Regions from separate parts of the Hordeum vulgare genome. Here region 2 is linked to region 1. Evidence: chromatin contacts called from public Hi-C data. All regions are on one chromosome and are shown on one strand. Each heading gives the region's core, a stretch centred on a gene start, on an enhancer-like site or on the middle of the called end of the contact. The rest is flanking DNA. Distances are from core to core; before and after follow the strand shown.

Evidence for each region. A called contact is a pair of places that touch in the nucleus more often than the background predicts.
Region 2: a Hi-C map of leaf shows a contact between it and region 1, with 3 times the contacts expected there. The contact joins the enhancer-like site here to the promoter of LOC123426274 in region 1. A contact is called at or near these places in 3 of 6 Hi-C or Micro-C datasets (leaf and seedling).

The regions. Positions count from the first base shown.
Region 1 is chr2H:356,990,621-356,996,759 of MorexV3_pseudomolecules_assembly, reverse strand. LOC123426274 (N-acetyl-D-glucosamine kinase-like) reads left to right here and starts at 3,744. Exons shown (of 7, transcript XM_045110075.1): 1 at 3,744-4,103; 2 at 4,208-4,355; 3 at 4,442-4,633; 4 at 4,770-4,898; 5 at 5,105-5,274; 6 at 5,468-5,598; 7 at 5,865-6,118. The coding sequence starts at 3,902. The coding sequence ends at 5,948. It overlaps LOC123426275 (a long non-coding RNA gene), which reads right to left and starts at 3,934. Exons shown (of 2, transcript XR_006622127.1): 1 at 3,843-3,934; 2 at 3,446-3,744.
Region 2 is chr2H:357,087,298-357,093,630 of MorexV3_pseudomolecules_assembly, reverse strand. No RefSeq gene overlaps it. Among protein-coding and RNA genes, the nearest start is that of LOC123426274, 97 kb to the right of the region's middle. Within about 2 kb of position 2,915, at least 2 of the 3 cell types and tissues checked have open chromatin away from gene starts, as enhancers often do. A contact at or near this core is called in leaf, where this site is marked.

The DNA.
Region 1 (6,139 bases), core at 2,495-4,994:
CCATAAATCTAACTTCCTATTGACCGCCGCCCGACTATCATCGACTAGCATCACATCGTCCGCAAAGAGCATACACCATGGGATATCTCCTTATATATCCCTTGTGACATCATCCATCACCAAGGCAAAAAGATAAGGGCTCAAAGCTGACCCCTGGTGCAGTCCTATTTAATCGGGAAGTCATCAGTCTCGTCATCACTTTTTTGAACACTTGTCACAACGTTATCGTACATGTACTTGATGAGGGTAATGTACTTCACTAGGACTTTGTGTTTCTCCAGGGCCCACCACATGACATTCCGCGGTATCTTATCATAGACCTTCTTCAAGTCAATAAACACCATATGTAGGTCCTTCTTTTGCTCCCTGTATCTCCCCATAAGTTGTCGTACCAAGAAAATGGCTTCCATGATCGACCTCCCAGGCATGAAACCAAATAGATTTTTGGTCACGTTTTCCAAGCGAGGTTCTCAATGACTCTCTCCCATAGCTTCATTGTATGGATCATTAGCTTAATTCCATCAAAATTAGTACAACTCTGAACACACCGCTTGTTCTTGAAGATTGGTACTAATATACTCTGTCTTCATTATTCTGGCATCTTGTTTGCCTGAAAAATTAGGTTGAAAAGCTTGGTTAGCTATGACATCGCTATGTCCCTGAGGCCTCTCCACACCTCAATGGGGATACAATCAGGGTCCATCGTCTTGTCTCATTTCATCCCTTTTAAAGCCTCCTTGACATTCGACTCCTGGAGTTGCCGCACAAAACGTCTGCTAGTATCATCAAAGGAGTCGTCCAGTTCAATGGTAGAGCTCTCACTCTCCCCATTAAACAACTTGTCAAAGTACTCCCACCATCTATGCTTAATCTTCTCATTTTTCACCGGGAGATGATCTGCTCCGTCCTTGATGCATTTGATTTGATCAACATCCCTCGTCTTCCTCTCTCGGATCTTGGCCATCTTATAGATGTCCCTTTCGCCTTCATTCATGTCTAACCACTTGTAGAATTCCTCATAAGCACAATCCCTTGCTTTACTCACAACTCGCTTTGCGGCCTTCTTTGCCATCTTGTGCTTCTCTATGTTGTTCGCACCCTATCCAAGTATAAGCGTCTGAAACAATATTTCTTCCCCTTAATTGCCTTATGAACATCATTGTTCCACCACCAGGTATCTTAAGTTTCACTTCTACTTCCCATGGACACTCTAAACTCCTCTGAGGCCACCTTACAAATGCAAGTTTCCATCTCCATCCACATGTTCTCTGTATCATCTCCTTCCTTCCAAGGGACCTTCTTAATGAACCTTTCCTTGAACGCCTGAGCTACCTCCCTCTTGAGCTTCCATCACTTCGTTTTAACGACTTTGACATCCTTGTCCTGCTCGACATGAATCCGAAAGCAAAAGTCAGCAACCACAAGCTTATGATGAGGGCCAACACTCTCTCCAGGTATGACCTTACAATCTAGGCATGCACGCTTGTCTTCTCTTCTCGGGAGGATGAAATCAATCTGGCTAGAGTGTAGACCACTACTAAAAGTCACTAGATGTGATTTTCTCTTTTCAAAGAGGATATTAGCTACGATCATGTCGTAGGCTATAGCAAAGTTTAAGACATCTTCTCCTTCTTAATTCCTGATGCCATAGCCAAAGCCTCCATGCATCCCTTCAAAACCTGTGTTAGATGTATCCATGTGGCCATTGACATCTCCTCCTATGAAGAGCCTCTCACCAATCGGTACACTCCTAACCATGTCATCTAGGCCTTCTCAAAACTCCCTCTTGGTGTTCTCATTATGGCCTACTTGCGGGGCATACACACTGATAACGTTGAGAACTAAGTCCCCAACTACCAGCTTGACTCGAATAATCTGGTCACCACGTCTCTTACCGTCTACCACTCCATACTTGAGGCTCTTATTGATCAAGATGCCTATTCCATTTCTGTTGGGCAGTCGTCCCCGTGTACCATAGCTTGAAGTCGGTACCCTCCACCTCCTTCTCCTTCTGTCCCCTTCATTTGGTCTCTTGGACACGAGGGATATCAACACCTCTCCTCACTGATGTATCAACTACCTCCCGAAACTTACCCTTCAAAGACCCTACGTTCCAGCTACCTAAGAGGATCCTCCTAGACTGGACTAGCTTCCTTACCCTTCGCACTCATCGAGTCAAATGTGAAGACTCTTGCTCATTTTTCACTACACATGGGCGCCAATGTAGCGCTCCACTAAGAATGCGGGTGCGGAGCCGATCCTTGCCCATTTGACACCACACCCGGTTTCGATGTGGCGCGTAGCTAAGAGGGTTACGCCCCAACGAAAATCTTTTGGGTTTCACCTTCATAAAAGTGGTTGAGTTTTGACGTTTGCTCACCAAGCCCATCACAACCCTCCTCGGGGTTAATGCCTGACCCCGAGGCATTAACTGGTCGAAAACTCGTCTCTGATGATGCAATCTCGTGGTCGGTGTTGTTCAGTTCCGTAATAGTATTTACATTTTCTTGTGCAATATCAACGCTCATTTGTACCAAAGAACGCAAAATTTGGTTTGCTTCACATTTCAAATCTACGCATTTTCTATTCATATGTTTTCAAATTCTTGTAATGATATAAAAAGCCCTAAGTTGATTAGTTTTTCATTTGACCACTATAACGAGTAGGGCATTTGAGACCAAGCTCCATGGCAGTTCTAATTTTGAAAAACTTAAATTTACTTTTTAGTTTTAAAAAACTATGAAAAAATATACATATATAAAAGGATGTAATGTGTATGTCTGTAAAATTTTAGGATGAAATATCTTAAATTGCGAGCTGTAAAAAATAAAATGATGAATTTTGAGGGAGAACAATGCAAATGCTAAAATAGCACCTATTTGTTTTTTAGCTCTCATTTTAACATATTTCCACTAGAAATTTACACACATCTATATTTATGTCTCTAGGTACACACAAATTTTTTCCAGTAATTTTTAAATGAAAAAGATTAAATTTTAAAGTTTTCAAATTTGTTCTCCATGGAGTCCGACCTTCATTTGGCATTTTCTCACCATAACCACTTATTGAAATTGGTACCCCTCCGTCCCTAAATATAAATCTTTTTAAAGGTTCCATTAAAAGACTACATACGGATGTATACGAACATAGCGTAGATTCATTCATTTTGTTTTGTATGTAGTCTCCTAGTGAAATTTTTTAAATGACTTATATTTAAGAACGGAGAAAGCATGTTATAATCTAAAACCGTTGATTCAGCTAGGGGTACCGAATTTTCAAAAGAAAATAAAAACTAGGGGGTGCCGAAGAAAACATTGTCCAACATCAACGCCCGTTTTTACCAAGAACAAGAGATTGGAATCTTCTCCCAGCGGCCGACCGGTTGTACCAATCACCGGCACCGGCAGAGATAGAATCAAGAGAGCAGCTGACAAAAAGTTAGAAATAACAGCAAAAATCTCGCGGTACCCATAAAACTGTAACTTTGGCAGCAGACTGTCCAGTAAGATCCATGGTTTATACCAGTGCTGTCAGTAACGAACCGTGTAACTTTGGCAGGAAATGACAAAGCACGCGGATTACTAGAGGCGTGTCCCTAAACAACTCGGCCGTCGCGCCATTGGACGCGCGCGCGGACAGCCGCCCTTGCACTTGCAATTTCGTTCCATGCGTCACCTTCGTCTCCCTGTCCTTTTCTCCTCGACGAAACATGTCGCCATTAGATGCGACTTATTAGTGCACCCGCTACATGTACATATATATAACAAAGCTGCAGTCACCAATCGAGCTGCATCATTTGGTAGGGAGAGCCTAGAAGGAGAAGGAGAGCATATACCTCCTACCTTTCGTCTGTCTGCTGGGTCTGGGGTAGCTAACCAGGGGGGGGAGGAAGGGAGGGAGGATGCAGAGGTACACCGCTAGGGACATATGGGAGATGGAGGACCGCCACAGCCCGCGCATGGGCTGCAGCGTCGTCCTCGGCGTTGACGGCGGCGCCAGCAACACCGTCTGCGTCTGCATCCCGGCCGCCATGCCCTTCGCCGACCCGCTCCCCGTCCTCGCCCGCGCCGTCGCCGGATGCTCGAACCAGAACTCAGTAGGAGGTACGTAGGCGTACCACCACCTGCCATCCAACCATCACATCAACGCTGGCCTGCCCGGCTGGATTCCACTTCCACCTGATAACTTTTGGCTTGAAATTCTTCAGAGGACAAGGCGAGGGAGACGCTGGAGCGAGTGATGGCGCAGGCTCTCCACAAGGCTCGCCGGAGACGATCAAACGTGTGCGCGGTCTGCTTGGCCGTGGCCGGCGTCAACCACCCCATCGACCAGCACAGAATGCTGGACTGGCTCAGGTGCTTATCGATCTGTTAGTACCTGCTGCCAAGAAATCCGTAGGGAAGCTGAATTAGCTCTGAAAAACAACATCTGTCTGTTCCAGGGAGATCTTTCCGAGCCATGTGAAGCTGTTCGTGGAGAACGACGCGGTGGCGGCACTGGCGAGCGGCACCATGGGCAAGCTCCACGGTTGCGTGCTCATCGCAGGGACAGGGACCATAGCCTACGGTTTCACCACCGACGGCAGGGAAGCTCGGGCAGCTGGTGCAGGGCCAGTGCTAGGTGACTGGGGAAGGTTAGACACAACAAACTTCTTCTCCATCTTTTAACTCCTTGGTACATGGTACTATATCTTTTAAGTGGAGGAGGAAACTGGTTAAGAAGCAACTACTGAAGCTGATTTCTAGTTGTTGTGGCACTATATATTGCAGTGGCTATGGGATTTCAGCACAGGCATTGACAGCAGTTGTGAGGGCCTATGATGGCAGGGGTCCTGAAACACTACTCACAAACAACATCCTTGACTTCCTTGGACTCGCATCGCCTGATGAACTGATAGGGTAAATATCCTTTTGAATCGATCAACTTGTTTGGTTTTACTTAGTGTGGAAACAAGTGCAAGTCTACTCAAATATTCATCTGCTGGCATTATGTGAGCTGAAGCATAATGTTAACTAGGATTGAAGATCACAGAATGAAAAACTGCAATAATGTGCTACCATGAAAATTGCAACAATTGCTTACCTGCTCACTCTTTTCATGACAGTTGGACATACGAAGACCAATCTTGGGCACGCATCGCTGACATTCTGCCTGTTGTGGTAGAATCCGCCGAAGCCGGCGATGAAGTAGCAAACAAGATCTTGCACAATTCAGTTGGTGAACTAGCTTCCAGTGTCAAGGCTGTAGTGCAGAGACTTGCGCTGAGTGGGGAAGGTGAAATAGCGACTTCCTTCTGAATGACATGCATAACAGGCCTTGCCACAAAAATATAGGCCACTTGCCATAAAAATGGCAAATAGAAAAATAAATTTAGTGTCCTCACAAAAAATTGAACTTCTGGATCCTCTATATTTGTTTACCTCAGGAAGAAAGATCTCAACATGTTTCTGACCTTCTAATTTTGCAGATGGAAAAGATCTATTTCCGCTCGTTATGGTCGGTAAAGTTCTTGAGGCAAACAAGCGGTGGGACATTGGAAAGGAAGTGATAAATTGTGTTACCAAGACTTATCCAGGGGCATATCCAATACATCCCGAGGTGAGCCAAACTATAAACATATTGTGTGTCTACCATAATGCCTACTCGGAAACGTTCTGCCGATCCTGCCATCTTTAATTAAATGACTGATGTAAAAAAATACTCCTATGTCAGAGAAGATTTTAGTTGCACCAGGAATAAAGTTACGGATTAGTTTACAAAGTTGTAGAAATGGTGTTCACCTCAGGAATGAATATCTTCAGATCCCAAGACAAATGTCCAAACTAAATCTCATATAGAAAGCTTATGTCTGTCTGTACCTGCAGGTGGAACCAGCTGTTGGTGCAGCATTACTAGCATGGAATGCCATAGCAAGTGAACTGGATGGTGACCTGAGGGCTGTTGCTTAAAGTGTCCAGCGCTCAATCTCCTACCACATTCGTGTAAATTATGTTCTGTGTCGCACTATCACCTAGTGTTTTGCATTTGTTGTAGCAAGTTGTTTTGAATGTGTTGTAATGTCTTCAGCAAGGTTTATATCACAAATATGTGAAAAAGGAAAGAAAGAATACTAGTTTAAGAAATATGTGAAAAAGGAAAG
Region 2 (6,333 bases), core at 1,666-4,165, 98 kb before region 1:
GTTTTATATTACAGAACAAGAGAGTGAACAGATTGTAATTCAAAAACGATGATAGACCTTATCCTCCTACCTGGTCCACGACCTTGTGTAGTACCATTGTCTATTCTCATATGTTTCAACATTCGAGATGTTGTGTTTGTAAAGGATCGTGGTCACTTAAGATTCTCCAATGCCTAACGCGTGATCTTTTGTGGTACTTTTGACCTTTCTAATAGTGAACCGCGAGTAAATTCCGGCGTCACCGTATTTTGATAAATTTCTAAGACAGTGACCTAACTCCTCATATTTTATAGTTCCGTAGCAACGCACTGTCATTGCACTAGTAGAAGATAAGGCTAAGAGATGATCCATTGTAGACTCTTTTTTTGTCATCTCTAAATAAATGCAAGATTTAAGGTAAGATTGTCTTATCAACCATTGAGACAACTCCGACCCACTAGCATGGTGTCCTAAAAAAATTATACAGCTTTAAATAATGTTTTTAGTGTGTTGGAGGACGTTTGCTCCAACAAACGCGCGCCCAATCCAGCGACCTCATCTTCAGCAGCTCAGAATTTCCAGCGCGCCAGCGGCCGCACCAAATACGTAGCGCGTGATGCCGTCTTGATCCACGCGCTATATCGATTATAGCGTGTACATGATTTTTGCGCGGCTGCTGGAGCGTGAAAGTCTGGTCCGCACACTAAAAGCAGGTTTTACGATGCATCATTGTAATAGCGTGTTTGTTGGAGTTGCTCTACGTGAGGAATATTCCTTTCAGAAAACACTCTCACCTTTCCACGTTGCGACAATTGACGCACTGTATGTGTACCACGTGTCATAATTTTGGAGATTTTTTCGTAGACTCGTATTTTTAAAATGTTTTATGTTTCAAACTGTGCGTCCAACTTTCGAATCGTTTTCACAGTTGCGTTTCTCACGTCGAGATCATTAAAACAAGATCCAATGTTGATAATTTTTGATGATTTTTTTTTAAAAAATCGAACAAAAAAATCAAAGAAAAAACTATGCTTCCTATGATAGAAAAAACAGAAAAATATGTTTTTCTTTTGGTTTCCAAGAGCCACGACAGTGTCTCTGGTGAAGGCAAAACCGTGTCTTTTGTGAAGGCAAAACAATGCCTTTCGCATGAAAAAATGTGTTTCTTTCGTTTCCGAAAGACACAATCGGCCTCATGAAAGCAAAATTGCGCCTCTCACAAAAGCAAAACCATGTCTCGTGATAGGAAGAAAATATGAAAAATATTTTTTTAGAGGCACGGCCGAGCCTCTTGCGAAGGCAAAACCATGCCTCTCGCGGAAACAAAACCGTGTCTTGCATGGAAAAAACAAAAAACGTGTTTTTACATTTTCAGAAATACGGTCGTGTCTCCCGCGAAAACAAAATCGTACCTCTCATGAAAGCAAAACCGTATCTCTCGCAAAAAAATAGAAACGTGTTTTTTTCGTTTTCGAGAGGCACAATCCTGCTTCTCACGAAAGAAAAAACGTACCTCTTACGAAAGCAAAATTACGCCTCTCGCGAAAGAAAAATCGTGGCTCTCCAAATAAAACAAGTTTTTTTGGCAAGTTTTTTTTTGAATTATTTTTTTTTAAATAAAGAAACATTGGTGAAAACAGAACACCAAAAAAAACATTTTAAAAAGTCAAAAATGCATGCGAAAAAAATCTAAAAAATGATCAAAATGCGACGCATGACGAGAGCTGGAAATGCGCCTAGTGATGCTGCGTGGGGTGATCATTAGGGCGCTCTCTTAAAAACGCTCGCCAACTAGTTGCTGTCGCGGGCGTCAAATCATTGTCGACCAAACGCACATAATGGAGTGCACTAGTTCGGTTCATTTAGTTGTTGTTCATTTCGGTTGTGGAAATTGTAGAAGGTTCACTTACCCTTTTTTCGGTTTCTGTTGCACTGTTTATTCTTATTTTTCTGTTTATGTTCTTCATTTTTATTTTTTCTTACTATTTTGGGTGTCTTTTTTAAAATAATATAAATTTCGAAAAAGTAATTTCCCCAAAAAATGATCATATTTCCAAAATATATGTTCAGAAATTTCTAATATTGCTCGCATTTCTAAGATAAATCATGACAATACTTTGTTCATTTTTTGAACAATGATAAAATTTGTTCGTAATTTCCAAAAGAAGTTGAGAAACTTCAGAAAAAATCACATTCTCAAAATATTATTCCTTTTTCCAAACTTATTCACTTTATCTAAAAAAAGTTCTGAAATTCGAAATTTATCTGCGTTTTTCCAGAAAACATTTACCCCAAAAATATTCAAAGTTTTAAAATATTCCCATGATTATTTATTTTTCACAATTTCTAAAACTACTGAAATTTTCCAAAATATCAGTTTTTTGATCATTAATTTTATATTTCTATTTTGAATTAGAGAATAGTTTGTCTAAATTGTGAATAATTTTAAAATTTGAGAATATCTTATTGAATTCATGAACTGAAACAAAGATACTGTTTTGTATTCTAGATTTACTTCGAATTTAATAAAAACATATTGTTTATGAAAATGTGTTATCTTTTATTCATATAAATTTTAAAATTGTAAATATGTTATATTTTAATGCACATTTTTTTGGTTTGGGAACAATTTTCAAATGTTGGAAATATCTTTCCTATTTTTTCGAACAATTTTAATGTTGAATATGTTTTTCTACTACCAAAACAAATACGGAAGTGGTTTTCGAAGAAAACAACTTAGAAGGGAAACAACAGGACAATGAGTAACAAAGGGAAAATCACGGGAGCTCTGACTCCACTGGCGGTCACGCTGGGCCGGCTCAAGAAACGTGTTTGCTTGTACGTTGCTTTTGCTCGATCACGGAAAACACTATTTGACACACGATGCGTTAAATACTACAGGACGCTCGATCACGGAAAACCCTATTTGACACGCGTTGCGTCAAATAGTACGGGATGCGCCTTGGTTTTTCAGGAGTGGGCCGGGCATTTAACTGTTCCACAGTTTCTTTTTTTGAGAAAATTCTAAATATTTTCAGCCGTTTTTTTCCGGTTTTAAGAAACTTCTAGAAGGTTCTCCGAATCCGTTTTTTCCTTTTTTTTCAGTTTCTGTTTCAAAAAATGTATTGGATTTTCAAAAAATGTACTGGATTTTCAAAAAATGTTCTAGATTTTCAAAACATGTTCCGGATTACCAAAAAATGTCCTTCAAATTCGAAAATTGTTTTTGATTTATAGAAAAGTATTTTGGATTTTCAAAAAATGTTCTGGATTTTGAAAAAATGTTCTGTATTTTTAAAAATGTTTTTCAAAATATGCTCTTGCTTTTTGAAGTTTGTTTGCAAGATTTAAAAAATGTCCGTGTTTTGAAAAATTGGTCACGTTTATGAATTTCTTCAGTATTTTTCCAAATTGTTCTTATTTTCAAAATTTGTTCTCAAGATTTAGAAAATGATTGTGCTTTTAAAAAATTGTTCACGGTTCCAAATTTGTTCGAGGTTTTCAAAGTTGTTCTCAATTTTAAATTTTTGTTCTCAAGATTCAAAAAATGTTCGTGTTTTGAAAATTGTTTGCGGTTCCAAATTTGTTCAGGATTTTTCAAAATTATTTCTTAGTTTTAAAATTTCTTCTCAAGATTCAAAATAAATCATGCTTTAAAAAATTGTTCGTGCTTTCAAATTTGTTCTTTGATTTAAAAACATTCATCTTTTCAAAAAATGATAGATAAATTTAATGTTTGTTCGTTTTGATAGAAAAAGAAAAAAGGAAAATGGCAAGAAAAATGAGCCAAAAAGGAAAAAAGAAATAAGAAGAAAAGGCAAAAAGAAACATAAAAAAAATGAAATTATACGATTTAACAAAAATTGGACCGGCCAAGTCAGGCGCCCCCCTGTGTGTGGGAGCGACCCCCTGCCGTAGCAAGCGGCATGTAGGACTTCCCCTCGATTACAACCGAGGTTCCTTCAATCGGTCAATGTCGCCAAGTTAGGTGTTGATCGGCCAAACCATTTGACCGTTGACTTTTCGAAAATAGATCTAAAATATGTTCATCGATTTTTCACAAATTTGAAAAAAGGTTCATCAATTTTAGAAATAAGTTCATCAAATAAAAAAAACATCGAAATTGAAAAGAGTTCTTCGATTTTAAAAAAGGTTTGATATAGTAAGCGTGCACGTGCAACACACGGCTTGACTAACATTACAATCATAGGTGACAATCCAGTATTCAACATGCATTATGGATCTATTCCAAATAGACATTAAGATTTACAAATCGTTCTAATAGAAAATCAAACATTAGCGTGATCTAACACAGTGCTCCCTCAATTCTTCAAGTTCCACCTCTTGTTCGTATTGCAAGTTTTTTTTGCAATAGTATAGATGGTAGCTGATTCATATAAAATAATGAAATGCAAGATCCTAAGAAATCGTAAATATTACGTTGTTGAAATTAGCAAAGCTCCAAGAGGAGCTGACAATCCTAAATTTGTTTCATATTTTCAATCAGTCTGTTACTTTCACCCATAGTCTTTTCAATGCACCAATATTCCAACAAGACACATGTTTCTTTCGACAAATGTGGATTCTATTGCCTTATAGTGAAGCATCAAGAGGATAGAATCATAATTACTGAATTAGCACATATCCAATCTCTGCATAGTTACAATGCACACAACCAACACACATATGCATACAGAAAAACACGTCGATAAATAGCAACCATATAAGACCGAAGCTAATGCGTAGACAAAAATAAAATATAAAATCCAAACAATTAGATCTGCGATCGACAAACTACAACAATGATTATATCCGGACAAACCATCTCATGACGTTGCATAAACCACGAGGTTCTTTAAGCACTATCGTCATCAGATCCAACCAACAAGACAAGAATTTAGATTTTTACCCTAAAAAATTAGTCTGAGAAAATTCAACAATGTCTTCAACAAGATAACGACATAAAAGAAACACCATCATTGCTAGGTAGGACCATCTTGGTTTAGACCTAGGTTCTTCACCCCAAAGCTCAAGGCCGGATGCACAAGTATCACCACCATTTGGGTCACTTATGTGTTGTCGCCACTGCTTCTCCGCGATCCCGACAGCTACATGAGATGTGTAATCGCCACTGCTACACAACCATCCCTATGTGTGAAGTGGTCGTCCCTAGTCTGCATCTCACTGTGAAGTCAACCATTAGATCTGGAAAGATAAACCGCGCCGCATCTGACATTCAACGTTGTGGAGCCATGGTGTGCCACTACACGTGTGCAACCATGACCATCGTCCAACCTAATCTTGATCACCACAACCAAACCACTCCGATTTGAATTGGGCAAGAAGATGAAGGATGCCAGCCACCCAACAACAAATGAGGAGCGGCAGCCCAACAATATGCATGTATCAATCGAAATCTCTAATTTTACAAGCCTGAAAAGCTATATGTGGTGTATCTGCAAGACCATGGGAGGCGTAATGGTATTCCTCCAAACGAAATTGAAGATTACACTCATAAAGCATAAAATAAAGTAAGTTTTTTTCTTTTCTTTTTTGAGAAGAGGTCTACCTATAGTGAGATGGCTCATACATCCATAAGAATACATGGTGTCGGTTTCAATCAACTCTTTGTTCCATCCAAAAACCTAAGTCCACATTGTCATCCTAAAAGCAGCGAGGATATCATATCTATCAAGATGTATCACGAGTATATCAAACTTACTTGCAAGATGTTTTCTTTTAGCTTGGTATGCCCAGAATCATTATAAACTTTCGGAAATCAGAAAACGCGGGCAGATTTGATATGAACAATAAAGAATGTAAAGACTTGATGATAATTTTAGAATCGTCGGTTACTTTCAAACAGTAAATTAAGAACTATAACACCTAATGACCAAGTATTTGTAAGAAACATCCGTAAATATTTTATCATACAGTAAAATAGCAATGGAGACAACACCTAATGAGTATGACCAATGGTCTTTTCAGAACATCTTGCACCCAAACGAATCATCAACCACTAACAAAGGGTCTGAAGCCGCTTGCTAATTTTCTCCTACCTCTTATGGAGCACGATTCAGTTCAAATGTATGTTTTGTTCAAATCCACCGAAATACCAAGGGAAATGCAACCAAATTTGAGTGCATATGGTAGAAAAAAGCATTTAAGGGAAATACCAAGGGATTTTGCCACACACAACACACCAAGTGTCCAGTTCGACCCCACGTCTGCGAATACCCACGTCGTGTTCCCTGCGTCGCCTCCCTGGCGGCTCGAGGGAAAAAACCTAGCCGGCACGGTTCATCCCCCTCCCCTTCTAGTCTTGTCGTTGTTGGAGGGGACCTCCTGGCAAAG